4 separate regions of the Mus musculus genome follow, and regions 2, 3 and 4 are each linked to region 1. A link is a contact called in public HiCAR-type and promoter capture Hi-C data. All regions are on one chromosome and are shown on one strand. The core of a region is the stretch at or near the end of the contact, and the rest is flanking DNA. Distances in the headings are between cores, read along the strand shown. Region 1 holds the start of Crat (carnitine acetyltransferase). Region 2 holds the start of Tor2a (torsin family 2, member A). Region 3 holds the start of St6galnac4 (ST6 (alpha-N-acetyl-neuraminyl-2,3-beta-galactosyl-1,3)-N-acetylgalactosaminide alpha-2,6-sialyltransferase 4). Region 4 holds the start of Fam102a (family with sequence similarity 102, member A).

What was found. Promoter capture Hi-C pulls out the DNA fragments that hold promoters and counts their contacts. HiCAR-type assays count read pairs that join an accessible place to other places.
Region 2: a contact with region 1 is called in a promoter capture Hi-C map of liver, with 4 times the contacts expected there. The contact joins the promoter of Tor2a here to the promoter of Crat in region 1. A contact is called at or near these places in 2 of 39 promoter capture datasets (liver and pre-B cells) and 2 of 9 other capture datasets (adipose tissue and liver).
Region 3: a HiCAR-type map of astrocytes shows a contact between it and region 1, with 2.4 times the contacts expected there. The contact joins the promoter of St6galnac4 here to the promoter of Crat in region 1. A contact is called at or near these places in 2 of 39 promoter capture datasets (frontonasal cranial neural crest and liver) and 1 of 115 datasets of contacts at active chromatin or transcription factors (astrocytes).
Region 4: a HiCAR-type map of astrocytes shows a contact between it and region 1, with 2.8 times the contacts expected there. The contact joins the promoter of Fam102a here to the promoter of Crat in region 1. A contact is called at or near these places in 1 of 39 promoter capture datasets (liver), 1 of 115 datasets of contacts at active chromatin or transcription factors (astrocytes) and 1 of 9 other capture datasets (adipose tissue).

Annotation. Positions count from the first base shown.
Region 1 is chr2:30,411,548-30,419,359 of GRCm38.p6, forward strand. Crat (carnitine acetyltransferase) reads right to left here and starts at 4,201. Exons shown (of 14, transcript NM_007760.3): 1 at 3,765-4,201; 2 at 1,436-1,699. The coding sequence starts at 3,791. Ptpa (protein phosphatase 2 protein activator) reads left to right here and starts at 4,503. Exons shown (of 10, transcript NM_138748.5): 1 at 4,503-4,785. The coding sequence starts at 4,755.
Region 2 is chr2:32,752,317-32,760,128 of GRCm38.p6, forward strand. It overlaps Tor2a (torsin family 2, member A), which reads left to right and starts at 4,918. Exons shown (of 5, transcript NM_152800.3): 1 at 4,918-5,134; 2 at 6,355-6,620; 3 at 7,211-7,386. The coding sequence starts at 4,984. It overlaps Sh2d3c (SH2 domain containing 3C), which reads left to right. Exons shown (of 12, transcript NM_013781.3): 10 at 298-409; 11 at 673-879; 12 at 2,080-2,691. The coding sequence ends at 2,255. It also overlaps a transcript of Ttc16 not described here.
Region 3 is chr2:32,583,355-32,591,166 of GRCm38.p6, forward strand. It overlaps St6galnac4 (ST6 (alpha-N-acetyl-neuraminyl-2,3-beta-galactosyl-1,3)-N-acetylgalactosaminide alpha-2,6-sialyltransferase 4), which reads left to right and starts at 3,724. Exons shown (of 6, transcript NM_001276425.1): 1 at 3,724-3,873; 2 at 4,227-4,327; 3 at 6,091-6,276. The coding sequence starts at 4,316. Pip5kl1 (phosphatidylinositol-4-phosphate 5-kinase-like 1) reads left to right here. Exons shown (of 10, transcript NM_198191.3): 10 at 1-429. The coding sequence ends at 186.
Region 4 is chr2:32,531,293-32,539,104 of GRCm38.p6, forward strand. It overlaps Fam102a (family with sequence similarity 102, member A), which reads left to right and starts at 4,067. Exons shown (of 11, transcript NM_153560.4): 1 at 4,067-4,940. The coding sequence starts at 4,795.

The DNA.
Region 1 (7,812 bases), core at 2,951-5,450:
CTGGATGTCCTAGAACTCACTTTGTAGACCAGACTGGCCTTGAACTCAGAAATCCACCTGCCTCTGCCTCCCAAGTGCTGGGATTAAAGGCATGTGCCACCACGCCTGGCTTCTAAGATCCTTTTAAGGCCAGCATTCTGACTTCCATAGTCAAAGGCCCTGAGCTGCTAAGGCTTGGCAAATGCTTGTCCCTAATAAGTCCCACCTAGTTCCTACTTCCCACCTGTGGCTCCAGACTCCACTGAGGTCCATCAACCCCGGGAACTTCCCGTTTCCCACTGTAGTCGGCCCAGACCCACAGCTCTGTCCCTGCAGAGTCTGTGTCTACTGATCCCACCAGCTCAGATGGAGATGCAGAGTCTGTGTCTACTGATCCCACCAGCTCATTTGGAGAATATTTGAAAAACAGAAACCTGCATTCATACTGAGTGCATAGGCTTTTATTTTCACTTTTTGATAATGATCTCTCAAACTATACATATAAGCATATGCATTTACCCATCAATTAAGCGGTTAAAACTTCATCATCTGGAGTTGACTTAGGGTCCATGGGAACAGGTATTTAGACGAGACTGAAATACTGAACTCCCTAAGGGACTTGACTCTGTAGCTCTTGGTATCTGTGGGGCCATGGACACTGAGGGTGACTTTTTCACCCAGCTGTCCCCTATAGCCAGCTTTCTTGAGCTTCATATTGGTAACCTTCTTCCCAGTTGCTTTAAAAAGGGGGCTCCCACCCCTCAGTCCCACTGTATTAGCAAGTGCCATTGGCTGTCTTCCAAACAGCATTGGACCTCATGACTCCCTGTCTCCTTGTGCCAGGCCTAGGCACCACACTCCCCTCCAGGTGAAGGCCTCAGCCTCATCACTGCCCCTGGCTCCTGCCCTGCAGCTTGGGCTCTCTTCCCCCCTTAATCTTTATGTATAATATGAATACAGAAATGTGTACCATGTGCCAGTGTAGATATGTTTTATAAATTGAACAAATTTAACTGATTAGACCCAGAGCCAGGAACATGGTCAGCAACCTCAGGCTGTCCCACCAAGCTTAAGTCTGCACTCCTTCCCTGACTGCCCGTCCTGCTCTGAACACCCTCCAGCCCAGGCGCTATCCCAAAGCAGGCCATATTGCGGCTCCCTTTTCCTCTGCCCTTCCTCTGACAGACACTGCCATTCATAGCTCTGCCTTTCCCCTCAGCCCTGAGAGTGGAACCCAGAGTCTCATACATGCTAGGCAAAAGTTCTACCTCAGAGGCCCAGTCCCAGCCAGTAGCTCCTTTTCAAAAATGTCCATGTAATTCTTCTGCTGAGCATGACCTCACCTGCTGATGCACCACCCTGGTTCCCAGCCTTCTCCCCATGCCCCTAACTAAGTATCAGCTCTGGGGGACCCACGGCCCCCAGGCAACTGTCAGGCTGCTGCCACCTCACTTACCCAGTTCTCCATTTTCTTGGCCCTGCGCTCCAGTCCCTTCTGTAGGCGTTCCCCTACGCCCCCTGAGGTCTGAAACTCATCCACCAGTTGCTTGGTGTGAGCCCATTCTTCCTCACTCACGATGGGCTGCAGTGCCTTGAGGTAATAGTCCAGGGATTGCTGAAGTGGGGGCACAGGCAGCCTTGGCAGTGCATCTTGGTGGGCCTTGAAGCGACCAGAAACCTTCATCAAGGAGGAGGGCTTGAGGAGGCCCAGGGGTTTTACCTGTGGGATGCAGAACAGCCTACTCATTCTCTCAGACTGAAGCACAGCTCTTTCTAAACTACACTCCTAGGCCTTATATGCCATCCCCTGGAGGCAAAGACAGCTTCATGGGTGGGGCCTGCCCTAGATGCCCAGCCCTCAAGGTACAGGAGTACCGTCTCTCAGGGGCCTATATATGCAGGAAGGCTAGGAAAGGGTGGGGGTGTAGATGAGTCACATTATTGGGGTGGCAGAGGTAAGGGGACCTCCCACCTGTCAGGACGCACGAGAGAGATGGCAGCTGACTCTTTAAGCGAAGCCCCCCCATGTCTCACCCCCCCCCCCCCCGCTTCCAGCTTAAGAAATCGGAGAGAACTGGAAATGGGTAAGCTGGTGACAGCACCTCTGGGGGAGGCTTCAGCCTCTGTGCTTTCTCTCCACTGTGGGGCGGTGGTGAGGGGCGTGGGTAGTGCTGCAGCAAGAGCGCTGAGTGGCCTGGCATGGAGGATGAGAGGTGGCAGAGAGAGGCAGGAAGAGGGAGTCCCGGAGACTCTGGAGGTGGCAGAAAGCAAGACAGGAAGGGCCCAGGCTGCTGGCACAGTGGCAGGCAAGCGGCAGTAGCGCCATTCCATACCTTCTCTCTCTGCTGCTCGTCCTCCATGGCAGGACTGAGGATGTGAGCCCTGTCTGTCTGCCTGGGCTGGACCTCTAAGCCTAACTGTGCTACCAATTGGATGAGCAGAAACTAGCAAGAGCGGCCACCTGCCTGGACTGGAAAGAGAAGACAAGACTCACAATTCAGGCGTGAAGGGTGGTGAGGCAGTAGCCACTGGCGTGGTAGCATCTAAGGCTGGAGCAGTGGTAGCTGTGGGGCTGCAGATGCCGCTCTGCCTCTCGCTAGCCTCCAGAAGAGGAGGAGTAAGGCAGGTAAGTGGGCTGGAAGTAGGTACTGAGGTAAGAGGAGACTGGGAGCTCTCTCCTGTCTTCTTTAGATGGGCCCAGTGCCAGGGAGGCAAGCCAAGAGAGGTATTAAAAAATCCACCTGTCAAAATCTTCATAGATCTTTTTGATGTGGGAAAACTTGGCTGGAGGGTGGAAACAGGCTGGCCGCTAACCTGTGGCCCTGAAATCAGCCCTGCTTGGGAATGGTGCAAGACAGGAGATGCCAGGGAAGGGCCACTAGTGGACAACCAACGATTGCCACACACCTGCCCAGCTGTTTCCCTTCCAGACCTCAGGGCCTTGGTGGCCACCCCTCTTTTGGTGGTTTGTTTGTTTTTTCTAAATGAGTTCTGGATCATCCAGGTTGGGATCAATAGTGGGGGAAATACACTTTTGTGCTTCTGCTGTGAGTAATAAGCCAAAAGACCCCATTTGGGCTCAGTTTATTAGCACAACCATGGGATTTGATTGTCTCCTTGTTTCAGTCTCCCTAGCATTAAAATGCTTATGCAGTAAGGTGGTCCCAGAGGGTGACGGAAGGCGGGACGACTTGGAGGAGGGTCTCAGGTGCTGCCAGGACTCTTAGTAGAATCTCAGTCTTAGCTGCCAACCCAGTGTCTGACAGGGCAGTCCAGTTCACAGCTGGATAGACAGCCTGAATCAGAGAGGACAGGAGCTCACCATTAGGATAGCTGCTTTAGATAAGGATGGTGAGGGGCAGCCTGCCACCTCCTGCCTCCTCCTGCCTGTTTGGGGGATTTTCAGTACTAGTCTCCACCTGAGGTTCTCTTAGCAATATGCAATGGGGAGGGTGGGCATCTGATGAACTCAAGGAGACTGGGTAGGCTTGGAGAAGTGGCTCTAGTCGGGCAGAAGCATAGCCTAGGGCTGAGCTCTCTAACCAGTAGCCCCGACAGGTGTCTGAGTCCGAATAACTGGGAGCATTAGGGAGGAGTGGAGTGGAAAGGTACAAAAGACTTGAACCTAGGTTTCTCAGTCTTCTTCTGGGATCGAACCCACCCCTTACCTGGTCTCCTTTATCCACCTTGCAGATCGCACCCTACCAGCCGGTCTGGGGTTTTCTTGACCGTTGCTGGAGGCCCGCCCGTCTTGTCCCGTCCATGGCCCTGCTGGGCGAACTCACCACGGTTCTGGCAGCAAAGGCTAACATCGTCCCAGTCTGTTTGCGGACACTTGGTCCGCTCCGCCCCTCGCGCTGGGTAAAGACTGCGCCACTGCTGGGGTGCTGGGGTCAGTGGGTTCGCGGCTCCGGTTCTAGGTTCAAGGTCGCCGAGTCACTGCCGCTAGCCAGTAGAGGCGGCCCCGCGGCCACCGGGCCCGGCGGGCTGCCGGTGGGGCAGGACTCACGGGGCGGAGCTTTGGTGGCTCGCAGTCCCCGGCCGCTCGCCCCGATCTCGGGGTGGGCCCAAGCCGGGGAGTGGCCGCAGAGGGCGGGGCTTGCGGAGACGGACCTCTAGCTCAGCTGTTAGCAGCCCGGCGCTGGGCTCCCGTCACGGGGTCACAACGGTAGGCGCTGTCCCGCTCGTGCTCTCCGCCTCCGAAAGCCACCTTAGCTGTCGAGGCGGTCACGTGCGTTCAAGTCTGACTGGTGTCCTTGAACGTCACTCTAGGAATGGCAGGAGAACACAACTGTTGACTGGGGACTGTCTCAGATTGCTTGGGTGGAGGCATGCACAAAGAAGATGACAGGTGGCCTTGCTCCGCAAGAATACTGCTGCCATACCTATTCCCTCCATCACCCCTCACCAAAACAAACAAACAAACAAACAAACAAGCAAACAGAACCCGACGCCCCGCACAAACATGGCTGCCAGCGCCGCAGTTGGCTTGCAGGCGGCAGCCGTTAGTGCGCATGCTCCTCGGCGCCCCGCACCAAGATGGCCGCTGCCTCGGTCGGCGCGGCCGCCGCGAGACGGCCGTTGGTGGGCATGCTCCCTGAGTGCCTCGCACCGGCATGGCTGCCGCCTTCGCGCGAGTGACTGTAATTCTCGGCTTCCGGTCCTAGCCAGTCAGCGCTCATTTCCCTGCTGGAAGCTTGGCGGAGCCGGGGAGAGCTGCGGGGTGAACATTGAGAGGGACCGGCGAGCATCCGCTCCGGCTCCTCACGGAGAAGATGGCCGAGGGCGAGCGGCAGCCGCCGCCAGGTAGGGCGGTTGGAGGGCCCGGGCGTGCGGGTGGGAAAGGGGTGTGGCTCGGGGGGTCTCCCGAGTCTGAGGAGCTCTGGGGACGGAGGAGGCAGGGCTGACGGCCTGGGCTGCAGGCGGGTGGCGGTGAGGGCGACCCGGCCAGGGCGGGCGGGCAGAGCGCGGTCAGGGGAAAGGCTCTGGACCTGGGGGCAGAGTTGCCTGGGGTCGGGGCGAGAGGGATCCAGGAGGCTGCGTTCTTTATGAGACTCCGCTCGGGTGGACCTGGGCCTCGCTCGGACGCCAGGCTCCTTCATGCATGTCCTGCCCACCCTGCATGTCTTCCCTCCCTCCGTCCCTCCTTCCGTCCTGCAGGCTTGGCTCTGGGGGTTTCAGTATCTGCAGAGTTAATTGAGAGAAACTGCCCACGGTGTCTAAACCACTAATTTTAAGAGGCTGTTTGTACAAAATGAGAGGGTTGGTGGCATCGTCGTCTGTAACTTTTATTTACACTGTGGCCTCGTTGTGGTCCATCTCAAGTAACTAGGGCAGAGACAGAGGCCAGATGCTCCAGTAGAGACCCCCTTTCCTGGAGGAGGAGAAAGCAGTTTGCTGACTCCGTGTAGTTAAGAAGGACTGGAAAATTCTTACAGAGTGGCTAGGTTGGCTAAACTCAGCTCGTACTTTGATAGTGTTTGATGTACCTTCCACCACACTTCCTTTTTTGTGGTCCCAAAGAAAGTCTCAGGAGGAAGAAAATTTGAAAATCAAAAGAAGCACCATTTTTGTGGCGCCCCCCCCCTAAATATATGAACACGTGGAATTCAAAACCAGACATTTATTTTAAGTTATACAAAATCTCTATGAATGTGTCGTTTTTGTTTGTTTTGTTTTTGTTTTTCGAGACAGGGTTTCTCTGTGAAGCTCTGGCTGTCCTGGAACTCACTCTGTAGACCAGGCTGGCCTCGAACTCAGAAATCCACCTGCCTCTGCCTCCCATGTGCTGGGAGTGCGCCACCACTGCCTGGCCTTATGGATGTGTCTTAATCGACTTTAGTGTTGACATCAAGACATAGATAGTAGCTAGCACTCGGGAGGCAGAGGCAGGTGGATTTCTGAGTTTGAGGCCAGCCTGGTCTACAGAGTGAGTTCCAGGACAGCCAGGGCTATACAGAGAAACCCTGTCTCCACAAAAAAAAAAAAAAAAAGAGTAGCTATCAGGCAGGCAGACTCCTTTTGAAATGAGTGTCTCTGAAGATGAATAGGGAAGGGACATTGGGGACCAGAACCTATGTACTAGAGGGAAAAAACAAACAACCAAACAACCTTAGGAAGGTTGTGGACATTTTTGAGTTACACAGACTATATGGCAAGTCACCATATGTGTCCTTTAGTAGACGGAAATTGAGCCACCCGGGGCTCAGTAAGAGTGCCTGCTGCCAAGTCTGGCAGCCTAAGTTCCATCCTGGGAACCCACGCGTGGGAGAATGGAACTGACTTGAATGTTGTCCTCTGACCTCCACTCACATGCTGTGTGTGGCACACACACACACATACATACATAATTTTAAAATAATTTAAAATGAGGTTTATCAAACTTTCCTCATGGAGTTGTGGTCTGATGTGAGCAGAGTGTTTGGGTGTGGTGAGTACTCACTGGATGCAAACATGTCACATCTGTCACATATGGGAGGTGATAAATCCAGCACACTGGGGTGTGTGTGTGGGGGGTCGTTTGTTTGGTTTTTTGAGACAGGTATGGATGTGTATCTCCAAATCCCCTGGCTCTTTCCATTTTCCTCCTGACATCTCCAGACAGGCTCTGTTCTCTGCACTTGCTACATATCCAGAACTTGTTTAGGACTAGAACTCACTGTACAGACCACACTGGCTCAGAAATCCACCTGTCTCTGCCTCTTGAGTGCTGGGATTAAAGGCCTGCACTGCTGTATCCAGCTTGTGCTTTTGATACAAGGTCACTGGGCCTGGCTAAAAATCACCTTAATAGCCAAGAATGACTTTGTGTGTCCGATCCTCTTGTTCCCCCCGTCCCCCTTCCAAGAGCTCGGGTCACATATGTGGGTCACCATGCTTAGCTGTTTTGTTTTGAGGCAGGGTCTCACTCTGTGCCCAAGGCTGGCTAGAGTTGGGGGTCCTTCTGCCTCCACCCACCTAGTGCTGGGCTGTAGTGATGCTACCGAGCTCCTGCTCAGCGCCAGCTTCTGGGCTACTTTTGGGTTTTTTCCCAAGGGTCATTTGTAAAATTCCTTGTGTTATGATCTTAAGCTGTCAATGCAGGGGATCCAGGGCCTCCGGGTTCCTTGTCAGAGGCAACCTGAGACTGGAGAGGCTGTGAATGTGAGCTCTGTGATAGTCCTGGCTCTGAAGGCTTGTTTGCTTTGTTTGCTTGTTTGTTTTTGATTTGGGTTTGTATTCTGCCAACTGTATTTCTTCAATGGCATGCTCTTGCCTCACAGTGATGTACTGTTTTTTGGGGGACGTAGCCTGGAAGCCGTGTTCTCCGTGAAATAATGTCTGGAGGGCAGTGTCTTGCAGGGAATAGGTCCTGTGCAGGAGGACTGGATCCTGGTTGGTTTGCAGCTTGGTTATTTGGGATGGGGAGGTCATTTCCCATAAAATGTGTCCCCATAAACTGTCGTTAGCTCACCAGGCTGGCTTCAAAGCTTTTTTATTTAGCGTCTTACTTCAAGTAGCAATTTAGTTTTTCCAGGGGCCTCGGATGGGTCTGTGGGAAAAGGTGTGTGGGGTGGGAGGAGGAGACGTTGGGGCTTCTGGACTCCACCCGAGTGGCCTCCACTCCCCTGCACTCTACTTGTGGGTTCTGCCAAGGCAGGGGAGCTTCTCTCTCATTCCCTAGCTTCCCCTCAGGTCTCCATGCCCTGCCCTTCTCCAGGCAGGCTCCCGTGTGCAGAGCGCTCCAGGCCCCTGTGGCTTTTTCTGCTTGTAGTATGGCTAGGTTTTACAGGAGGGCAGCAGGGCCGCCTTCTGTTCTGTGGAGGCTCGTCTTTCACCCTTCCTGACGGTTGC
Region 2 (7,812 bases), core at 3,668-6,167, 2.3 Mb after region 1:
GGGGGGGGAGGCTGCTGGATGGTCCTGTGTCACAGAGTGGCCACCAGAGGCAGAGCGGTAACGGGTGAGGTCACACAGTCCAGAGCTGAGATTCAAGATTTGTAAAATGTGTTGCAACAGCTTCAGTTAACAGTTGACGCTGTTTCCATTTTCTGACTGACAGCCATACTCAGCTGTCATTGTGTGGTACTCAGGGACAGTGTACCCTAACCCCACAGCCTTCAGCAGGGTGACCTGTGGCCAGCTGCTCCTGGAGGCGCCGTCTCTAGCCAGTCTCTTATAGTCTGCTCTTCCCAGATTTCAAGGCTGGAGCAGACATGGATGACCCTGCGACAGCGACACACGGAGGGTGCCATTCTGTACGAGAAGAAGCTCAAGCCTTTCCTCAAGAGCCTGAACGAGGGCAAAGGTAGGTGATGTCTGCATCTCAATGTGACATTTACAGAGGTGTCGGCCTATGGGTTCCCAAAGACTTCTGAGGTGGCGAGGATAATAGCGTGACTGTCCCATGGGGTAGCCAGGTATGCTCTGTCATGGACAGGATAGGGTTACCAGGGAAAGAAGGGACTGTTTAGGGTGACCTCGGTGGTCCTCCTGAGGCCCCAGACATCTCTGGGGTTGTAGTGGGTGGAAGGGTCTTCAGGTCTAAGAGCCTGCCGCCCCTCTCCACAGAAGGCCCACCGCTGAGCAACACCACGTTTCCACACGTACTTCCTTTCATTACTCTGCTGGAATGTGACTCTGCCCCCGCCGAGGGTCCTGAACCTTGGGGCAGCACAGAACACGGTGTGGAGGTTGTGCTAGCCCACCTGGAGGCCGCCCGCACTGTGGCCCACCACGGGGGCCTCTACCACACCAACGCTGAGGTCAAGCTGCAAGGTGAGTAGCTGTCATGTCCCCAGGATCCTGCTGTCCCTGGCTCCCCTCCATCTGTCTCTACCTATGCCTCTCGGTCCGCAAGCATCCACTGACATCTTCTACTCCTCTGTCTTGACTCCTGGCTCCTTTATTCCATCTGTCTTGTCACTCATAGGCAGTTGTTAGCGAGGGTATCAGGTGAGGTGGGCTGAGAGACACTGAACACCTTTGCCATGTGTTTCAATCGCCTGCACCTCACTGTTCTCATGGAAGTAAGCAGCTGTCTTTCCGTAGCTGGTTACAAGGTGCCCAGCCAAGGTCCAGCATGAAGAAAGACCTGCCTGGTCTTCAGGGAGCCTCTACTGGGGAACATAGAATTCTGGGAAAGGAGTAGAGGAAGTGGCTTCAAACGATGACTCTTTTACTGCTTTGGGCATTATTTAAACCACACACACACACACACACACACACACACACAATCTGGGGGACTGGGGATGTGGCTTAGTAGGGTGCTTGGCTAGTGTGCCAAGCCCTAGACTTCATCCCCAGGACTGTGTGCATGGCATAAACTGGGAGCATGAGCCTCACAGTCCTGGCACTCTGAGAGGCAAAGAGTACCAGGGTTCACTATCATCCCCAGCTGTGTACCGGGTTCAAGGCCAAGCAGGTCTCTCTGACTTCAAGACCAGCGTGGTCTACATAGAAAGTTCCAAGCCAGCCAGGGCTACATAGGGAGACTGTCTCAAAAAAAAAAAGAAAAGAAAAAAAGATTTAGAAAATTATTCACTTGCCTAGAGATATATAGTATGAATATTATGGTATATCTCTTTTCATTTTTTCTCAGAGAATTATATATACTTTATAAATGTCTTTAAGAAAAATGCAACTTACAGAAAAATACAAGAAAGCTCTTCTGAGATCTCACCTCAGATTTACCGGAGTGTGTGTGTGTTACATCTTAAGGGCTGAGATAGCAGAGCAAAGAGTGTCTGCCTAGATGCACAAAGCCCTGTGTTCCCGTGCCAGCGCCACATGCACAAACACCAGTTATCATCTAGTCCTTTAAAAATCATATGTTGCAAATAGATGAAGAAAGACTAGGTACCACCTGCAAGGTGCTGTTCTTCGTACATTGTGTTGTGTCCCTGCGGGGCTGGGGAGGATCCCTGTGAGCAGGCCCTGAAGCTTGTGAAGCCCTGATTACCTCTTTCCACCCCGCAGGGTTCCAAGCCCGACCGGAGCTCCTGGAAGTATTCAGCACAGAGTTCCAGATGCGGCTCCTCTGGGGCAGCCAGGGTGCCAACAGCAGCCAGGCCTGGCGCTATGAGAAGTTTGACAAAGTCCTCACTGCCTTGTCCCACAAGCTGGAACCTGCCATCCGCTCTAGCGAGCTGTGACCCCGGAGATCTCGCCTCTCTGCAGCTGCGGGCAGCATCGGCGGCAGAGGGGCTCAGGACATTCCCTCCAGAGCACCACAGGGACACTGTGATCAGCCCAAGAATGTTCTGGGTTCAAATCCAGGATCTCCCTTGCACTTCCAGGGTCCTGAATGGACTCTGAGCTCCATTCTTCCATCACACACGCGCCAAGTCTCCCTTCCAAATGGACAGGAACCTCTGCTCCTCCCACCGGCTTGCGCTGGCCCCCCTTTTGCTGAGGTTCCCTGTTTTTGAGCCATGGGAGGCTCCCCACCCCTCTTCCTTCCTGCAGGCATCTATGCCTAGAGGTGCCACAGCCTCCATCTTACTGTAAATAAGTCTGGTGTAAATGTATGTACAGAAGCCATGCTCTCTTTCATATAATAAACTTTAATGACTCTTTCTTCTGTCCCATGAGGCCTTGGTAGAAAGAAGCAATTCCACAGGTGAACGGTCCACAACACCAGGAAATACCTGGTTAGCGCCAAAGACTTCCCAGATGATATGGGGAACCAGGTTTACAGCAGCCCCTCCCTGACCGCCATGAGCTCAGGTATTAGCAGGGGAGACGGTCAGTCCAGAGCAGTGTAAGTAGGGGCCTCAGTCTTCTCTGAGCCCAGGGCTTGTCAGGAGAAACCATAGTTCCCCCCCCCCCCGGCCCTCACCCCATCCACAAGAAGTCCAGAGTTTGAGGTAAAAGGGCTTTTAAAAATCTAGAGACCAGAAGAGATGGCTTAGTGGCCAAGAGCACTGAGTGATCTTTCAGAGGACTCTGGCTCAATCCCAGCACTCACATGGTGGCTCATAATCTAGAACTCCAGTGCTAAGGGGTCTTAAGCCCTCTTCTGACCTCCTTGGGTACCGGGCACACATGCGGTGTGTGAGCAAAATAGCCATACAAATAAAATAAAATTTAAATTAAAAAAAATCTTTAAACTGGATCTAGTGACTCATCACTTTAATTCCATCACTTTGGACTCAGAGGCAGGCAAATCTTTGAGGCCAGTCCAAGCTGTTTAGTGAGCGCCCCCCCCTTCAAAAAAAATCTTTAAATATGAAACCTAGAATCCCAATTCCCCTTACACCTGGTGGGTGAGGTGACTTTTTCTGAGCTATAATAGCAGAACAAGCAAGTTTGCTGGTGGTGATCACAGGCTAGGCCTGGGCCTCAGGAATCTGCTTACTGAATTAGAGACACAGGGGTTCTTTGCTCTGAGCTCTTGATATTAGATCTTCGACCACACCTGGAGGTGGGTTGAGTTCAATGGCTCAGTGACTAGGAAACTTGGATAAGAAGCTTAATGTCTTGGGTTCCAAATTCAATAGAACCAAGACAATAAGGGACCCCCTCTCCTTGGATTTATATTAGTCTTTAGCGTGTAGTAGTAGCTGGTAAGAAAGAGCAATACTCATTTACATATATATGCAAATTTTTTTAAGCTCTGAGAAACTTTTATTAGGGTTTAAAAGAAAAACCCTGGGGCAGGCAAGCTTTAAATCTCAGATGCTGCCTGGAGGAGGAGGATGGAGAAAGAAAAAAAGCCATGTCATTTGGATTAGTTGACAAAGAGGCTAGCCTCGCGATAGTCAGAGAGGGCTTTAGGGAGTGACACCCAAAGTGTTAGAGAGGTGTGCTTAGAAAAAAGAAGGGGCCGGGCAGTGGTGGTACACACCTTTAATCCCAGCACTCAGAGGCAGGCAGATCTCTGAGTTTGAAGCCAGCCTGCCTCAGAGCTAGTCCAAGGACAGCTGGGGCTACACAGGGAAACCCTGTCCCGAAAAGACAGAGACAAAGGAAGAAAAGTAAAAAGCACACTTTTGGAGTTCCTTAGACTTGTGAAGCTGCATCACTGCCTTTTGATTTACTTATTTATCCATTTTGTGAGTGTGTGTGTGAACTCACGCACGTGTAGAGAGGTTCAAGGACAATTTGCAGGATTGGTTCTTGATTTCCACCAGGTAGGCTCTGGGGATTGTACTCCGGTCTTTAGGCCGGTTGGCAAGTGTCTTTGCCTACAAAACCAGCTTTTTTTTGGGGGGGGGGGTTTGAGACAGGGTTTCTCTGTGTAGCCCTGGCTGTCCTGGAACTCACTCTGTAGACCAGGCTGGCCTCGAACTCAGAAATCTGCCTGCCTCTGCCTCCCAAGTGCTGGGATTAAAGGCATGCACCACCACGCCCAGCTCACAAAACCATCTTGAAGGTTCTATTTTCTGAGCCAAAAACACTTTATGTGACCACATCTCATTGAGCTGACCATCCCTGGGTATAGAGTAGGTACTGTTGCATCCCATGTAAGGCGCCTGCCTGACACTGGCAGAGACATTCTCAAAAGGCGGTTGTGAGCACTCTTCCGTCACATTTTTAAAAAGAGCTTGGAAAAGGCTCTCAGGAAAGTGTAAAGTCCGGCTCAAGTTTTTGTTATTATGTTGTTTCACTCTCTTAATCTTTTATTCTTTCTGAGGTAAGGTTTCGGGCCGCTAGTTACCCGTGACCATGGCAACGCGGGACTGGGTGGTTCGCGGGCTCCCCCAGGAGGCCTATTTGCAGTACTGCTGCGAGACAACCTGTGGGTTTTAGAGCCCCAAGGAAGGGGAGCCGGGAGTTGTAGGCAATGGGCGTGGCTGCCTCGGAGCGGTGCACACCGGGAGCTGTAGTTCACAGGTTCTGGCGGTGGGCGGCCTCTGACCGAAATCGGGCCTCAACCGGATGGCGGTGGCGAGGCACGGCTACCGGCCCTGGGGCTCGATCCTCGGGCTGCTCGGGCTGGCCTTGGCTGCCGCCGCCGCCTGGGACGTGGCTTCTCTGCGCTGCACCTTCGGCTCGTTCTGCGAATGCGACTTCTGGCCCGACTTGCCGGGTGAGGGGTGGGAGCCGGTGCGGACGGGCGGGCAGCCGGCAGTTCGCAGGGGCTCGAAACATCTGCCGCCCCGCCGGCCGCCGGCGGAGGTGGGGATCCGAGAGCCTCTGGTGCAAACCTGAGGAGAGGGTTTGGAGGGGGCCCGGTGGAGGGAAGCCTTTGACAGAGGGGCGCCCAGTGGCTTGTGGTAGGCCTCCCTTGTGCGGACTTGTCACACCGGGGGAGAAACCTGCCGTCGCCTGAACCTGTAGACAGCTGTCGTCTACTCGGGGCTGGTGCAACCCGGAGAACCGCCTCGAGGGGGCGGTGCCGCACTGGCCCTTGCCGAGGTGACTGATCCTGTCCCTCGTTTGGACACAAGTATCCCAGAGGTCTTAGACACATGCCTTCGACCCTCTGATGCTTTTTGTTTGTTTGTTTGTTTGTTTTCCCGACAGAATCTTTCTACACTGATTTGACTGTTCTGGACCTCACTATGTGGACCAGGCTGGTCTCAAACTCCCAGAGATCCACTTAGCTCTGCCTCCAGAGTGCTAAGAGATTAAGGGTTTGCACCACCATATTCTGGCTCTTTTTGTTTTTTGTTTTTTTAAAGATTTATTTATTTTTTTATTTATATGAGTACACTGCGACTGCCTTCAGACACACACTAGAAGAGGGCATCAGATCCCATTACAGATGGTTGTGAGCCACATGTGGTTGCTGGGAATTGAACTCAGGACCTTTGGCAGTCAGTGCTCTTTCCATCTTTCCAGCCTCCCCCTTTTTTTTTTAATATTTATGCTTTGCCTGCAAGTATGGTTACATCCATGTGCCCATGGAAGTTTGAAGACGGTGTTGGCTCCTCTGGGATGGACTTACAGATAGTTGAGAGCTACCATGTGAGTGGTAGGAATCGAACTTAAGTTCTCTGCAAGAGCAGCCAGTGCTGTTTGTTTGTTTGTTTGTTTGTTTGTTTTGAGACAGGGTTTCTCTGTGTAGCCCTGCTTGGCTGGCCTGGAATTTACTATGTAGACCAGGCTGGCCTCGAACTCAAAAGAGATCTCCCTGCCTGTGCCTCCCAATTGCCTGGATTAAAGGTGTGTTGGAATTCACCATAAACCCAGGCTGGCCTTTGATTGGGAGGATTACTGCTGCCTCTGCCTCCCAGGGGCTGAGCTGACAGACATGAGTCAACAGCCTGTCATCTGCTTTGATATGCGTTCCTTCTGTGGCCCTAGGTCTGGAATGTGACCTGGCTCAACACCTGGCTGGCCAGCATTTGGCCAAGGCCCTGGTGGTGAAGTCACTGAAGGCCTTTGTACAGGACCCAGCCCCCAGCAAGCCGTTGGTCCTTTCCCTGCACGGCTGGACAGGCACCGGGAAGTCCTACGTTAGCTCCCTGCTGGCACAGCATCTCTTCCGGGATGGCCTTCGCAGCCCTCACGTCCATCACTTCTCCCCTATCATCCATTTCCCACATCCCAGCCGCACTGAGCAGTACAAGGTAGGCCAGATGTGTCCTGGTCCCTTTTCTCCATCCTAATCCAGAGAGGGCTCCAAAACACACAGCCAGTTGGAGGCTCAGCCTTCAGAACCTGTTAGGAACAGGGGTGGTGGCAGTCTTGTTGCCTGTGAGTCCGAGACATCATGAGCCTTGGGGATTACCCCGGGCAGATATTACACAGGGTACCTGTGTCTGTGTTAGCATCCTCTCTTAAGCTCTTAGCCCCATATGGTGCTTTGGCAAGCATTCCCTGGTGACTGTCAGCTCTGATATCTGTTGTTCCTGATCTGTCTTAGCTGTCAACACTGGGGGGCAGGTCTGACCTCCCCTGTCAGAAGTCACTTAGCTCTCATGAACAGACAATTGAGTACATATTTGTACCCCTGTTCTCCTGTTGACTGGCTGTGTGACTTTGGACAAGTCTCTGCACCTCTCTGAACTACCCTTTTACCATCTGTCTCAAGGGGTTGGTGCCATCTGGATATAGATTGTGTCTCTTCGGAAATTTTTCTTGGCTTGGGAAGAAGTTCCGGGTTGCGGGGAGTGGAGTGTCTTGGACTCCTTTGGAATTCCTGTCTCTACCCTCATAGAAGGAGCTCAAGAGCTGGGTTCAGGGGAACCTCACTGCCTGTGGCCGATCCCTTTTCCTCTTCGATGAGATGGACAAGCTGCCTCCTGGCCTGATGGAAGTCCTGCAGCCCTTCCTGGGCCCTTCTTGGGTTGTGTATGGGACCAACTATCGCAAAGCCATCTTCATCTTTATCAGGTCTGGCCTCTATTGCAAGCAAGTGGGGGTGGAGGGGCACTTGTTAGAGGTCTAGCTGTCCAGCGTGGGCCTGTGCTCCCAGCAGGGTGCTCTCCCAGGAGCGCATGCATGCTCTCTTGACTCCTCACTTTTTTTTTTTTTTTTTTTCCAGACAGGGTTTCTCTGTATAGCCCTGGCTGTCCTGGAACTCAACTTTGTAGACCAGGCTGAAATTCGCCTGCCTCTGCCTCCCGGGTGCTGGGATTAAAGGCGTGTGCCACCACGCCTGGCTCTGACTCCTCACTTTATCTCTGATGACTCTCATTTGCAGTGGCTGACTTCTCCTTTGACATTCTCAAAGCCCTTCTGGGCTCTGACTTTTAGATCCTTGCTGCTGTGTAGAATCCCAGCCTGGTCAACAGTCATCCCTCCTTGGTAGTTGAGAGG
Region 3 (7,812 bases), core at 2,474-4,973, 2.2 Mb after region 1:
ATCTTGGACGGGCCAGACCAACGCTATTTTCTGGGCTTAGTGGATATGACTACCGTGTATGGGTTTCGCAAACGGCTGGAACATGTGTGGAAGATGGTACGCTATCCAGGCCAGAGCGTCTCCACTGTCAGCCCGGCTCACTACGCCCGTCGCCTCTGTCGGTGGGCAGAGGTGCACACAGAATGACTCACGTGTCTGCCTTCTTCCCTTATGGACAATGCGCCGGCAACTATTCTGCAGCTGTACCCAGGGAGCTAGCCTGCAGTTCATCCTACCAGCCACCAGAGGGAAGCACCCTCATAACTAATGCTGTGAAGACTCAGCCCCATTCGGTGACGGTGCTGTACCCTGCATAGAGCAAGGACCCTGACCCCAACCCTTAGCTCATTTACTATTAAAAAATGTTGATATTCTCTTTTTACAGACCACGAAATGGAGGTTCACGGGATGAAGGGGATGAGCAAGACCACCCAGCAATAAATGCTGGAACCAGCTTACACCATGACTTGGGCCTGGGGCCCAAGTTCCTATACACCTAGCCTCACACTATGGAGAAGGGGGAAGGGAGGGGGCACCCTTGTTCCAATAGGGAAACAAGCCCAAAAGTTTAAGGTGCAGGTTAGGAGCAAGATCAGTCCAAAATTCTAGGCTTTTCGATTCCCAGCTCTGGAATGGCTTCATCATGCCCCTCTGAGAGGCAGGTGGGTATCAAGGAGGCAGAAGCGGGCTTCCTGGAGTTGGTCTAGCAGGGAGTCCCTCAAGGGTCACTGTTGATCTTGAGTGACCTCTCAGTCAAATGGGGAAACCTCAGTGGCCAACCCAATGGTTTTGGGCTAGCCTACAGCAACCCCAACCATCTCTCTTCCTGTCTCTGGGAAACCAGCCACAGCCTCTGACTCCAGTCTGATCTAACTGTGCTCAGTGACATTTTCTTTCAAGGTGTTCTAGAACCTGGCTGTGTTTCCAGGGCATGGTGCTGCCTCCCTGCCCCTCCCTCTGCGATGTAATGTGACAAATGGGAAGAAGGGACATAGGCCTCAGGGACACAGAAGACACTGACTGTGCAGATTGTCCTGATAGCCCAGGCTATCAGCTGGGATGACACAGCTTTGGAGAGAAGCCTGGGGCCTAAGTCCTGGTGAAAGGAGCCATTACCAAAGCATCTCACCGGTTATGGCAGGAGAGAAAGGTGCCTTACTTTCTAGGCCGAGACCAGAAGGGTCATTCATGTCCTTGTTGGGTCCCAGGGCAAGGGCACAGTGAAGGTCCTGGAATTTGGGAGAAAGGGAACATCTTAGCAAGAAGTAGGGTTGTGTTAATCCCAGCACTTGGGAGGCAGAGGCAGACAGATTTCTGAGTTCGAGGCCAGCGTGGTCTACAAAGTAAGTTCCAGGACAGCCAGGGCTACACAGAGAAACCCTGTCTCGAAAAAAACAAACAAACAAACAAAAAACCAAAAAAACAAAAAACGAAAAAAAAGAAGAAGAAGAAGTAGGGTTGTGGGGCCACTGGGGAGGGGGTGAGAGATGTGCCCCAAGACTGATCAGCCAGGACCCTGGAAAAGCATCTTAATAGCTCTATTCTACTGACCCACCAGATATGGCCAGACTTTGAAAAGTGGCTAATGGGGTGGGAGTTGGGGAGGGTGAGCCGAGAGCAGGGGAGGGCTGGTTGCAGAAGAGGCTGCCCTCAGATGACCATTCCAGGAATTATCATTTTCTATCAGGACACATGGCCTGTTCTGAGTATTCTTGGGTGATTTCTCTGTGCTGGCACACCTGCAGGAATTCTTCTTGGTTGGCAAGATTATGTTCATCTTCTGATGCCACCCAGAGGTATCTAGCCAGGGACATAGGAAGGTAGCAGGGAGACAAAGTAGGACCTGGGATCTGCTGCCACATCTTCTGAGGTCTGGCTCCCACGGGACTGACCCTGAACTCAGAGCCCTGAGGTCCCCCACAAAGGTGACAACTCTCCCTGCAACCAGGAACCCTGGCAGGGCCTGAGGCTATGAGGGAAGTCACCTGAGACCTCAGAGACCCAGCAGTCCTGGCTCGCTCATCTCATTTTGTTCCTGTCGGGTTTCACGTGGGTGGTGAAGGCGACTTGAGAATGTCACCAGACAGAGATGAGTCTAATGGGCACATGGGCATGAGAACCAGGGAAGTGACTCAGAATAATTCCACAGTGCCCTTCTGGGAAGGGTGTGGCTAATGCCTGTAACCCCATCATTTGTGAGGTTCAGACAGAAGGATCCCGGGCTAGCCTGGACTGTGTGATTCACACACTAGGGCCATGTGGGTAGAGGGATGAAGAGTTGAAGAGCTGCCTATCATTGACCTGTTGTGTGTCTTTGGCGCTGTTTTCTTTTCTTTTTGATTAATGATGTGGGAAAGGGATGCCTACTGTGGGCAGTGCCACCCCAGGCAGGTGGTCTAGATGGTTATAAGAAAGGTAGTTGAATGTGAGGCTAGTTAGCAGCACTGCTCCATGGCCCCCTCCTCCATGCCCTCTGCTCCAGTTCCTGTCCCTAGGCTCCAGCCCTGACTTACCTCAGTGATGGACTGTGATGTGGGAGTTGTAGACTGAAATAAAACCTTTCCCTCACGTTGTATTCGGTCATAGTGTCTGTCACAGAAACACAAAGCTACATAGAAAGATCCTGTCTGAAATAATAACTTGTAGTGTGCTGTTCATGTTGGCAAGGGTCTTTGAGCTGAGAGATAAGGAGTCCCACTAGGAAAGTGACTAGAGAATGCAGCCAGTGGAAGGTCCTGAGGCAGGAATGCGCTTGATGTGATAGGTCAGAAAGTAGCCGAAAGGGAGGGATTCCATCTGAATCCTCAGAGGATCACAGGCAGGGGGACGGCCACAGGAACCAAGCAGAAGTACGATTTTCTGGTGGTGCCCTGAGCTGTCTGTCTCTGCCCTTTCTCACTGGGACAGGGATATTTTTCCCACTTAACAGAAAAGAAAGGTGGGGTGTGGGGGAGGGACCTGCCTCAGGCATGGGCTGCATTGACATAACCAATACAAAGTGGCTGTTTTAAAAACAGCCTGCTGGGCAGTGGTGGCATACACCTTGAATTCCAGTACTTGGGAGGCAGAGGCAGGCTGATCTCTGTGAGTCCAAGGCCTACAGAGCAAGTTCCAGGCAAGCCAGGGCTACACAGAGAAACCCTGTCTTGAAAGCCTAAAACCAAATCAAACCACCAACAACAAAACAACCTGAGCCACTAATCCCAGCTCCCAATTCTCTAGCAGAGATAGCTGGATCTCGGTGAGTTTGAAGCCTGCCTGAAAAATGTGGGGTCCTGTCTCAAAAACACGTTTCTTCATTGCCTATCTGATATTCATAGTCAAGTTCACATCATTTGAGCTGACAACCCAACAACTATCCTGAAACTCAGGGCTGCTTAGTTTGAAGCCTTTGCTTCATTTCCTATCCCCTGTTACTTCCCGGGTAATTTCAGAAATGGAGAACCTCAATTCTCCACGGCCAGTAGCCATCACACGGGTGGCTCTCTTACTGTCTTCCTTCCAATCACACAAGGACTAGAGTGGGAAGACAAACTAGACAGGCCCCGCCCTCGACGTCGAGACCTCGCCCCCAGCCCGGAGGTCTCTGAGACATCCACGCGCCGCTAGCCGGCGCTGCGCAGGCCCCGCCCCCTGAGCGCAAAGCCTCCGCCCCTCCCAGAGGCCCCTCCCACGCCCCCGGCTGCGCTGCTCTAGCTTCAGGCTTCAGAAGCTGCGGCCGCAGCACCGCCTCCTACCCGGGGCCCGGTTCCAGCCCCTCTGGCCCGGCGCACTGGACATGGAGCTCCGAGCAGCGCATCCTGAGCCCCCAGCGCACTCCAATCCGCTCGTTCGGTTAGCGCCCAGCTTGGGGAGGGGACGGTGGAAGCTAGCCGGGTGAAAACCTCACATCCTGCCCGCCCCAGGCCTCTCCATCACCCCGCGGTAGAGAGTTGGGATGGATGGGAACGATGTTCTCCTGGCTCCTGGCTTTCTTTGCCTGCCTCCGACCGAATGGATGACCTTGAGCCGAGAGCGTCTCCTCTTTGCCTCTCCTTCCCCATCTGCACAATGGGAATTGGTTTGGCAAGGTCTCTGAACTCACGGCCTTTAGAATGGGACACGTTGTCACATGCTTGGAGACTTAAAGGCTTTTGGTTCCTGGGCCCGTTTTTCTTGATCTGGATTTGTCTCTTCCCTTGCCTCAGTTTCTCTCATATCCTGGGACCAGCTTCCAGCCTTTCTCATCCCAAGCACTGGAGACAGCAGCCTCCAGACTGCTAAGAGCAGAGACAGCATGAAGGCCCCGGTAAGTGACAGGGAAGAGAAAAAGTTGCCTGGGGATTTGGGGGTGACCTGGGTAGAGCTTTACAGCCGCCTCCCACACCCGGAGTTACAGTGATCCCCTAACCCCTTTTGGTGTCGGGGGATGAAACTCAGAGCCAGGCACATGCTAAGCACATGCTCTAGCATGGAGTCCCTCCCACAGCCCTTAGTAGTTGCTTCTGCGCCAGCCCCCTGCTCCTGGGGCTGTGTGACCCCAGGCCGGTGTCTTCCCCTTTTGGTTTCAGTTTGTTTTTCTCACCTAGAAATGGAAGTAACCCGGTGTCACTTAGTTGGGAGGGAGGTGTGAGACTGAGTGTGACGCTCTGGTCTTTCTGTCTTTACCAGTGAGCCCCCTGAGTGCTGGAGTGGGGAGGTTAATTACCACTGCCCAAGTCAAGGTCTCTGGTCCCTTGTGGGCAGCAGACCAGTTGTTGTGTAGAGCCGGAGGCCTTAGGAGCTGTGAACCCGGTCTCCTGGACAGCTGGCCACACAGAGAAGACTTATTTTTAGAAACTGATGTGGCTTATGGACAGACAAGGAAGGGTGGGCCCCTGGCAGGATGTGCTGGGGGCTGTTCTACACCTCTGCCTTTCTGGGTACACTGGCTAGCTCCTAGTGTTTCTTCTGGAATGACTTTGGGCCTAGAAAACTGGAGTTCTGAGAGTCACAGGTACTGAGATGGATGGCCCAGCACACAGTGGTAGACACCTTGCTGGGTGCTTTCAGTGGGTGTGCAGGAGGTCACCCCCAGGTGACCGACCCAGAGGGCTTCTTCAAGTGGCTTTCGGTGTATTTCTTCTAGAAGTGGGAGAGGCTGAGCGGAAGCATCCCAACTGTTGGAAGCATTTTCTGTTTATTTGTTTCAGTTTTTGAAACAGGGTCTTGGTCTGTAGTCCAGGCTAGCCTGGAACTCACTGTGTAGCCCAGGTTGGCCTCACACTTGTAACAGTACTGCCTCGGGCAAGGAATGAGCTACCATGTTTATTATTAGATTAGACATTTAGATTATTAGATTATTATTAGATTAGATGGAGATAGCTATCTAATCTATTTTATCTACCTATCTAAATAGTGGGTGGTTGTGTGGCGCCCTGCCTGGGCTCTTGGAACCTGGCTCCTTTGCAAGCACAGAAAGCGTGCCACTACCACCAAGCCAGTCCTTGAAAGTGTTTTTAAAAAAGATTTATTTATTTATTTATTTTATGTATGTGAGTACACTGTCACTCTCTTCAGACATACCAGAAGAGGGCATCGGATCCCATTACAGATGGTTGTGAGCCACAATTTGATTGGTGGCTGGGAATTGAACTCAGGACCTCTGGAAGAGCAGTCAGTGCCTTAACCACTGAGCCATCCATCTCTCCAGCCTCTGAACGCATTTCTTAAGTGATGCTTTCCTCAAAGTCCCCCTCCACCTCCTGGACTGCCCAGCCAGCCCAGGGGACACACTGGGTCAGCTGGGGATAGGGTAGTGGAGGTAGCAGTGGCCTGGGGTGACTGCATAGTGTATCTGGGTTCTAGATAAGAGTTTGGGTTCTGCCATTTGAAATTTGCACCCTTGCTGTGTGGCTCTGAGCAGCTTCACCCCAACTGAGTGTCCTGACCTGGAAAGAGGGGAATTGGGGGACTTGTCTCTAGATTCATCCCTGAAGTAGGTCTCACCAATGGAGCTGCAGAGGTTCTCCATGGGGAGGCTGGGTGTTATTTGCAGGTACCCCGCAGGCACGTGACCTCTGTCTCCCTCAGGGCCGCCTTCTGCTCCTCACACTGTGCATCTTGACATTCTCTGCTGTCTGTGTCTTCCTGTGCTGCTGGGCCTGCCTGCCGCTCTGCCTGGCAACCTGCCTGGACCGCCACCTCCCTGCGGCCCCCAGATCCACTGTGCCAGGGCCCCTGCACTTCAGTGGCTACAGCAGCGTGCCAGACGGGAAGGTGAGTCAGCCAGGCAATGCTACGGGAGCCAGCGGGTCCCCAGCTCTAGGAAACAGTGAGAGCTGGGCTGGTGGCAAGCCAGCCTGGACTCTGAGCTTAGCTTCCCTGCTCACCAGCTGTGTGACATCTGCCAGTCACTTGTCCTCTCCGAGTACTCAAGGTCTAGGAGGAAATAGGATTTTCACTAAGCAGATACTGCCTGGGTACCCCCAACTACATGCTGGGAATGAAAAACGGGGTGGGGGGCTGCCCACTGGGGATAACCTGGGAAGACAAGAAGTCTTCAGACTTCTGTGTCTCCATACCATATACTCACACAAACATGGCTTAGCTCCTGCAGTAAGTGTCATTGTGTGGCAGCTGAGCATAAAGAGCCAGCCTAGGTCCAGGTTATGTATGGTCCCAGGAGTCATGAAACTGGGACACCAGGGTCCGAGACAGCCATGACTCCCGTCCATACTGTCTGTCCACCTCTCCATATTTGCTCCACCTGGTGTGGCAGAGGGACATTCACAACCTAGACCTTGATAGCAGAGGTCCTGTGAGTCACAGAGCTCCCTAAAGCCACCCTGAGGTTAGTGGCACTACAGTTCCAGTTCTTAGTTTGGTGGCCCTAGGGTCATGCTCAGGAGCCCTGGCTTGCTGGAGACCTGTCACGTCCCCATCCCTGCCTCTGTTGGGCTGTGCCAAGGATTCAAAGGGTGACTGGCAGACAGCACACAGTGCCCAGTGCCCAGCTGCGGTGTGAGGATTTAATGGAGAAATGAAACCCCTGAGCTGGCCTGGCCTGGGGCTTCATTTCAGCTCAGTCAGCATTAGCGAGGTCAAGGGCTAAGTTTATTCTCCAGCGCCAACACCAAACGGAAACGAGGGCACCAGAACTCCCGCAAGTGTGAGCTCTCCACTCTCCAAGAACGGCCCAGTGGGACAGCGCCAGCCAGGGTGTCCTGGGTGAACACTGTCCAGTCTGCCACAGTACGGCCAGAGTTCTTCAGACACTTGGGCCCTTCTGGAACGTTTTCTTTCTTTTGTGTGTGGATTGGATGTGTGGACGGTCAGCCTTGGGCTTTGTTTCTCAGGCATTTGATTGATTGATGACTGATTGATTGATTGAGACTGGTTCTCTCACTGCTTGGAATTAAGTGGCTAGACTGGCGAGTGCCCCTTGGGGATCTACCTGTCTCTGCCTCCTCAGTGCTGGGCTCACAGGCTCATGCCACAGTGCCCAGCGCATTCACCTACCCTCCTCCCTCCCTCCCTCCCTCTCTCCCTCCTCAGGGTCTGAGATTTCTTTCTTTAAAGGTTTATTTATTTATTTTATGTTTATGACTACACTGTAGCTGCACTGATAGTTGTGAGCCATCCATCATGTGGTTGCTGGGAATTTGAATTCAGGACCTCTGCTCGCTCCGACTTAATGGTTTATTTTATTATTATATCTAAGTGCACTGTAGCTGTCTTCAGACATACCAGAAGTGGGCGTCAGATTCCATTACAGATGGTTGTGAGCCACCATGTGGTTGCTGGGATTTGAAC
Region 4 (7,812 bases), core at 2,817-5,316, 2.1 Mb after region 1:
AAATGTATTAGATAGTCCCTTCCCGAGGTCCAGCCAAGCAGCTTGCAAGCCTGACTACCTGGCCCCTTTCCATCCCATGGCTGCTGCTTGTGAGCCACGTGGTTGACCTCCATGTCAGCCTAACTCAAGGCATGGCATTCTCTCTCTCTCCCCTCCACCTTCTTCTTCCAGGCAGTTCCAAAGCTCCGCAGCTTGTCACTTCTGGTTTCCCTTTTAAACACTAGGACAACCTTTAGGAGTCAGTTTTGCTTCTCCATGATGGCTCCTGGGGATCAAACTTAGGTTGTCAGTTGTCAGGTCTACACACAGCGAGTGCTTCTGCTAGACCATCTCTCCAGCCGTTGCCGGCACAACTCCTCAGTGACTACTATTTTTTTAAAAATATATATTTATTTATTTATTTTATGTATATGAGAACACTGTAGCTGTACTAATGGTTGTGAGCCATCATGTGGTTGCTGGGAATGAAGGTTGCTCACTCTGGTCAGGCCTGCTTGCTCAGAACTACCTCACAGGTCGGCCCCACTTTGTTTTTATTATTATATCTAAGAACACTGTAGTGTCTTCAGACACACCAGAAGAGGGCGTTAGATCTCATTACGGATGGTTGTGAGCCACCACGTGGTTGCTGGGAACCACGAACTTGAACTCAGAACCTTCAGAAGAGCAGTCAGTGCTCTTAACCGCTGAGCCATCTCGCCAACCCCCTCAGTGAATATTAGTACAACAACACAAGAACTATCTATTGATGCTTCCTGTGAAGTGTGTCTCCTTTTTCTTCCTATCATTCTGTCTCTACCCATAGGACTGGCTTCAGCCTCATGTCTGTGTCCCTGTGGCTTGCTACATAGCCTTGGCCAGCCTAAAAACTGCTATGTAGATCAAGATGACCTCCAACTGTGGAAATGCTCTTGCCCTTCTGTGCTGGGATGACAGAAGTGTGTCACCACCATCTGGGTCCCCTTTGGAACCACAGTGAAATCTAAACTTTTAGGCCCTCAAGGGGCCTTGTAAATTAGTGGCCTGCCTGCCTCAACCCTTTTTCTATTCCTTCTTACTTACTCCAGTACAGTCACAGAGTTTCCTAAATACACAAACTTATGCCTCTGCCTCCAGTGCTTCACATGCCTGCCTGGGATCCCTGAATGAATGAAGTCTCAGCTGAGATGACAGCTCTGAGAGGTGTCCCTTAGCCACTGCACCCAAACAGAGCCTCCAGCTTAGTCTCCCTGGATCTTTCCCCCAAGACTGTCTGCCTGAGATGGTCCTGCCAGGTTTCTCATTCATCAGATCCTGGCCTCAGCAAGGTGGGGCAGTAAAGGGTTGGGAACTGGGGCTTTGGAGGAACATGAACTGCTGGCTGGCGGTTCCCACGACACTTGCTCAGATCCTCTTGTGTATTAGTCAGAGTTCTCTAGAGTCACAGAACTTATGGATAGTCTCTATATAGTAAAGGAATTTATTGATGACTTACAGTCTGCAGCCCAATTCCCAACAATGGTTCAGTAGTAGCTGTGAATGGAAGTCCAAGGATCTAGCAGTTACTCAGTCTCACACAGTAGCCTGGTGACTTTGGGAGGTCATTGTTCCTTTCCCCAGTATGACCACATCGAATAAACCTCCTTTCACTCTTGTCTCTTTTACTGGAATATTGAGGAGGGGCAGTCAACGCTATCTTCTCTTGGAATAAGCTTTCCAACATTCTTTCCCGTGCAAGCAAAGCTTGCACCCAAGCTTGTTTGCCACAAACAGCCAATAGCATATTGGCTAGCTTTTGAGCATAGTACTGTCGACCCCAAAGCACTAGTCCTCACTATGCTATACTATACTATACTATACTATACTATACGTAATACCTGCCATCCGTAGATCCTGCACCTCAGGGTTACAAACTGAGGCCCCATGTTGGTTCTTTGGGACAGGGTTTCTCTGTGTAGCCCTGCCTGTCCAGGAACTCACTCTGTAGACCAGGCTGGCCTCAGAACAGCCAGTATTCTGGTCTCACACCAAACTGTCTCTTGCTTCCTGTCCTGTTAACATGCTTTTTGCACTGCCTGGGAAGTGAGAAGGGACACTTCCGGGGGTGGCAGGGTGTTCCTAGCCTTTAGGCTACACAGAACCAAATGGAACCAGGCCTGGCGGCAAATTGTTGGAGAGGCCTGAGGTTACACAGTTGAAACTGAGGATCCAGTTAGGCCTCCAGACACTCTTGGCTGACTTCTTAGATATCTCATCAGGGGCCACAGGCTCTTCCCTTAGGGAACAGGCCTTAAGGGGAAAGGTTGAGAGTCCAGCCAAAGAATTTAAACCCTTCAGGCCAAGCCTGGTGTGGAAGCCTAAGCCGTAATCCTAAGGTTTAGTAAAGGCAGAAGGACCATCCCCAGCCACACGCAGTTTGAGGCCAGCCTGGGCTAAAGACAAAAACTAAACACAGTCGGAGCTGGCAAGAAGACTCAGTAGGTAAAAATGCTTGCTGCCAAGTCAGATGACCTGAATTTAATCCCTAGGACCCACGTGGTAGAAGGGAAGAACTTAAGTTATTCTCTGCCCTTCACTGCACTGTGTGCCATGTGCCCAATCATATCAACAAACGTAATTTATTTTTTAAAAGACAAAGCCTTCAGGCCTCTACTTCCTCACCTTCAAAAGGAGATGCCTAGCTACATCAGGGAGGTCTGGATGGATTGGTTCGTTTCATCTCCAATCTGACTGCGTTTTCCACATTATGGGACAATTATGAGGAGCAGAGATTGCCACCCATGCTTCTGAAATGTAAGCTCAGGAAGTCTTCATGCACATGTCCAAACATGATATCATGCATGGTATCAAACATGATGTCCGGCAGAGAATTTACATCTCAAATGCCAATCAGCCCAACTCTCTTTAATTTTCCACAGGGAAGTCCAGCAGACCTTAACTTATCTCCTGCCCGGATCAAAAACGGCCTTTCACTCACCCATTTCCCCATTTTCTTTCCTCCAAGTTATCTGATGCCAGAACAATCAAGTCACTATCTAGCTCAAAAAACCAGGAGATGCCTCCTTCTTTGCTCTGGTCTACAAGACTGGGCCAGATTCTAGCCTGATCTGCTGTTCTCTCAAATTAGAATTCATCCAGGGATACTCCACAAACTTTTTGAGTACCATGCTGCCGGGCCAGCAGGCCTCTAGTGACTGCCACTGCCTGTACCCCGATGCTTGGCCGGCTTTGTGTCAGAATCCTTTGAACTTCCGTTCCAATCCGAAAGCACACGCCTCCTCTGACCTCCCTACTTGAGTTCTTCAGCAGACTCTCAGATCCAGTCTTTCCACTGGGTGCCTGCCTGACTCAGGACAGAGTTCCTAAACACTGGCGGCCTGGATAAAAAGAATCATAAAATGCCGATAGTTTGGAGAGTACGAGGTCCCCAAGGTGTCCTTTGCCATAACTATCGGGAAACTTTAAACAAAAGCCTTAGATAACAGCCTGGAACCAGGCAGGCCGAGTCACAAGGTTGCCGGGCTCCAATGGATCTTCAAGAGCGGCAAAGCCAGGACAGATGCTTGTCATTTTTAGAGGCGAGCAAGACCTGCATAGGTCTTGAGACACCTCTGCGATTGTTTTCCTGAGAACAGGGGTGCTACCTCCTCAGCCTGCTTCATTGCTCACTGAGCTCAGGTCTTGGCGGGATCCGGGCAGGCCGTTCTAGCCCTAGTTTCCAGATTGTTTCCCCTAGTCATTGTTTCTCCTTTTCTTGGGCTCGCGCTCTCCTCCCGTTCTTTCCAGTGCCGGCCCCCACACCCCGCGACCTCCCACCGCCTCTCCGCACCCCCCCCCACCGCGCTTCTCAAGGAGGCGGGTCCAGCCCCGCGAGCGCTCCAATCCGAGCGCCCTCAACTGGCCCTGCCTCCGCGAGCCCCGCCCCACGCCACCGCCAGCCAATAGAAATTCGTGTTCGTACAGTCGGCCTGTCCAATCGCAGGTTGGCTGTGAGCCTCGCGCGCCCCGCCCCTGCTGCTCTCGGCCGCGGCTCCGCGGGCGGTCGCGCCGGGGCTTCGGCATTCTCCGAGCAGCGCCGAGCTGCGTCGGGCTCAGCCGGCTGCGTCCGGAGGTGCGGGCGACGGCGCCGCTGTGCTCCAGCGGTGCTAACCGAGGCAGAAGCCATCCGGCCGGGTCGGAAGGCGCCTGAGACTCGGGCAGGGCAGGAGCGGCGTAGGTCCCAGGACTGAGCGGGAGGCGGACCGGCACACGTTCCCGGCCCGGCAGAGCCTCCCGAAGCGGTCCCTGCAGAGCCGGGTCGGTCGCCGAGGTGGCTTCCGCTTCCCGGGGCCTCACCTGCGCAGGCCGCGGTGCGCCAGGTGCGGAGGCGTGTGCGTCGCCTGGGCACCTCCCACGGCAGCCAGCGGGGCGGAGGCGGGGCCGCCGCCCGGGTCTCCAGCGGTTCGCCCGGCCGTCTCCGTCAGTCTCACCGGTCCGCCGGGCCCCGCGGATCGGGATGCTGCTGCTCGCTTGCGAGCCGCCCTCCACGCCAGCCCCCGCTGCCGGGGCCGCACCTCGCTGTTTACATGTCAGTGGAGCCCGGGTTCCCCGAGGGTGAGAGCAGCCGGCTCACTGGACCTGGGGCTCCGAACTCAGATCCTCTCCTGCCCGCAGCCTCCGCCGCCATCTGGACTGGATCCAGCTCTGGTGTTTTTGAGGAGGGGGGTGTGGTGTCGGGAAAGGAATCCTGGGGTTTTCTAGTATCCCCTTCTTTTTTTCTTTTTTCTTTTCTTTTTCTTTTTGGCCCTGCGGGCTTCAGACTCAGGGAACTTGCTCATGGCTTTTTTGATGAAGAAGAAGAAATTTAAATTTCAAACCACTTTCACCTTGGAGGAGCTGACTGCGGTCCCCTTCGTGAACGGGGTCCTCTTTTGCAAGGTCCGGCTGCTGGATGGCGGGGATTTTGTCAGCTTGTCGTCCAGGTAGGCATTGAGGTTTTCGCGTTTGCAGGGGAGGGTGGGGAGTGCTGATGAGTGAGATCTAGCCACTTGGCAAATGTGGAAGACTCAGCTAGGGACGGATGGGCAAGGGGCCCGCCTGGGGAAAGATTTGCTCTAAGCAGGACTTAGGTCTGAGTGAGCTGGCAGAGCGCCTGGCATTTGTCTGCAGGTGACCAGCCAGAAACCTTTTAGGGCCCTGCGTGCACTCTTCAAGTCACCCGTTTTACAGATTTGTATGGAGAGAGCTGACTGAGATTTTCACTTTAAGGGATTAAGTAAGGGTGTCTCAGGCCACCTTGCCACCAAGCTGGCTCCTGTGGCTGTCATACGATTGAGAGATTGGGCCAGCCAGGGCTCTCTGGCTCTCTCCCCTTGGCTGGGAAAGCCCAGTTCCAGGCACTCCCTGGATTTGATTGCGGGAGGTGGCTGGATTTTGGGTTGCCCAGCCCCCTCTTGAGTGACTGCCCTCCACTGGCTAAAGCTGGACTGCTTTGCAATGCAAATGTCCTTGCCAGGAGACTGCCTTCCCCTGTGAAAAAAGCCATCGGGTTTGATTTTGTGTCCGTCATCGTCCTAGTAGGTCCAGCTTCCCAGTTTATTGCTGAATGAGGTCCCAGTCCACCTTTTGCAGGTTGAGCTCATGGCGGTCACACAGTCCTGACCTGCCTGCAGAGGTCCGTAGAGTCCAGCTAATGGGGAAAGGAAGTCAAGTTCAGGCTCTTTCTGGGTTCCTGTTCCCTCTTCGGCACACTGGACCTAATACAGGTTTCTCCATCAGCTTTGTAAAGGGAAGTTGCAGTAGATAGGCCCCTGGCCCAGCTCCCGAGATGCTTCCCCCTCCTAGCCTGTCCCTTGCTTCTTAGGTCTTGTGGGCCTAGTTAGCTGGACCTGCCCCACTATTCAGAGCGCTCAGAGGTGTGTTAGACGGATTGGGATAATGAGCCCCAGAAAGAGGAAGTAAATTGGTTGCCAGAGACTTTGCCGGAGGCATTTGTCAACCAGATTTGGCCAGTTGGAAGACCTGTTGGGTGAATTCTGTTGGAAGGAGAGAAGCTATGTGGTCTGATTCAGATTTTGGAATCTGTGGATAGAGGTGCCTGTTCTGTGCACTGGGCCTCCTGTTCTGCTCAGGGCCGCTTATCTGAGGAATTTGGACAAGGGCTGCCCTTTGTGGTGGGGGTGGCTGCAATCCTCTGCCTGTGAAGTCTGTAATCCCTGCAGTTACCCTTCCTAACGACCGGCTGGTCCGGCCATGGCGCAGTGTCAGAGGGTTGTGCTCAGTGATTGGACCTGGGGTCAGCCACTGAGAAATACCCAGTCTCCCTGATCTCACGTGCTGGCAATTACTGGTGCTCTGCTCACGGTCTCACTAGCACCTCTCAACACCACCCACGGAGCAGGAGTAGAGGAGGGGGAATCATTCTTACAGAGGTGAAAACAGAGGCTCAGAGAGAGTGACTTTAGCTGTTACACTGTGCCTCTGACCCTCAGTTTCCTCTTACTGTAAAATGGGGAAGTAATGTTCACCTTTCAGTTGTGAGGGGAATGGAGAGTGTACCATGCATGACCAGGGGAGTGGCTACAGTAGTTAAGATTACTGTATTGTAAGGGGTCCCGGCCCCAGCCTTCCCCAACCCCAGGCTACAGGATGGGGGGGACACCCCTTAATCAGCAGAGGTCCTTAAGTGATCTGGGATTGAGCACAGTACCAAGGAATTTGTACCAAGCCCAGGCTAAAGTTTCACATGTCTACTTAGACCCTTAGCCAGCCACTGTGACCCTACCTGTCAGCTTTTCTCCTGCCTCAACATGTCCCCACATCCTGGAAAGTCTGGAAAGTTCCAGGACTTACTTAGCACACATGCTCTGGATTTCACCTCTGTTTTCCCTTCTTCCGCCTGGCAAGAGGCCACGGATTCTCTGAACCCAGCCAAGCCCAGGTTCCCATCTGGAATAAAGCCTCATCTGGGTGGGTGGGGTACTAAAGAGGAAGGGACTGCCATTGAGGCCCAAATCTCAGTGCTTAGATCCTGGACACTTGGGTACTGCTGAGCAAGTGTGGCGGCAGAGAGCCGTGATGTCGGAACCCACACCGCTTTAAAGTGGCTTTGGCTTCTGTGGGCTTTTACCAAGGAGATGAGCGTTCCTATGTTGCCTTTCCCTCTGCCCATACCCCTCCCATATTTATTTTGTACCCCAGGAGCCTCAGCCACCTCTCTACTACCTTGATCCTGTTGTTTATAAGTTGACTGAGGTGACTGGACCTGCTTAGCACATCTTTCCAACCCTAGGATGGCTTTTTGGACTGTTGGCAGCATGGGTGGTGTCAGACTGACTACAGCCCTAGGCCCCACCCTTGCAACACCCTGTTTCCTAGCTGGTGTTTTCCAGTGTGTTGAGTGCCATGGCAACGGCTGGTATTCAGCTCTGTCTGACCCAGTTGGAACAGGTGCGACAGGTGATTCCTGGGGCTGTTTCTTACCCTTATCTTCCAACACTGCCTTAGGAGCAGCAGTTCCCACGGCAACCAGAGTCCTCGTGCCCAGATTGTGCTAGGCATAGCACTGAGTGTTTTGAGCAGGGTATCCCCACTAATCCTCCCAGCCATCTGGAGAGGCACTGAGACCAAAGTGGTAAAACCACACACTAGAGGTTACCAGGTAGTAAATGGCACAGGGGGAAAATTCCTTTCTCATAGTGGGTTTCTTTGATTGTATGCTTGCCGATGCCAGGGACTACCCAAATACCTGACCATCTAACCCTATTTGTGGGTGAGGACACTGAGAAAGGAAGATGAAGTGACTGGACCCATGTTACCGAGCCAGAGAGTAGCAAAGATAGAACTTGATTGCAG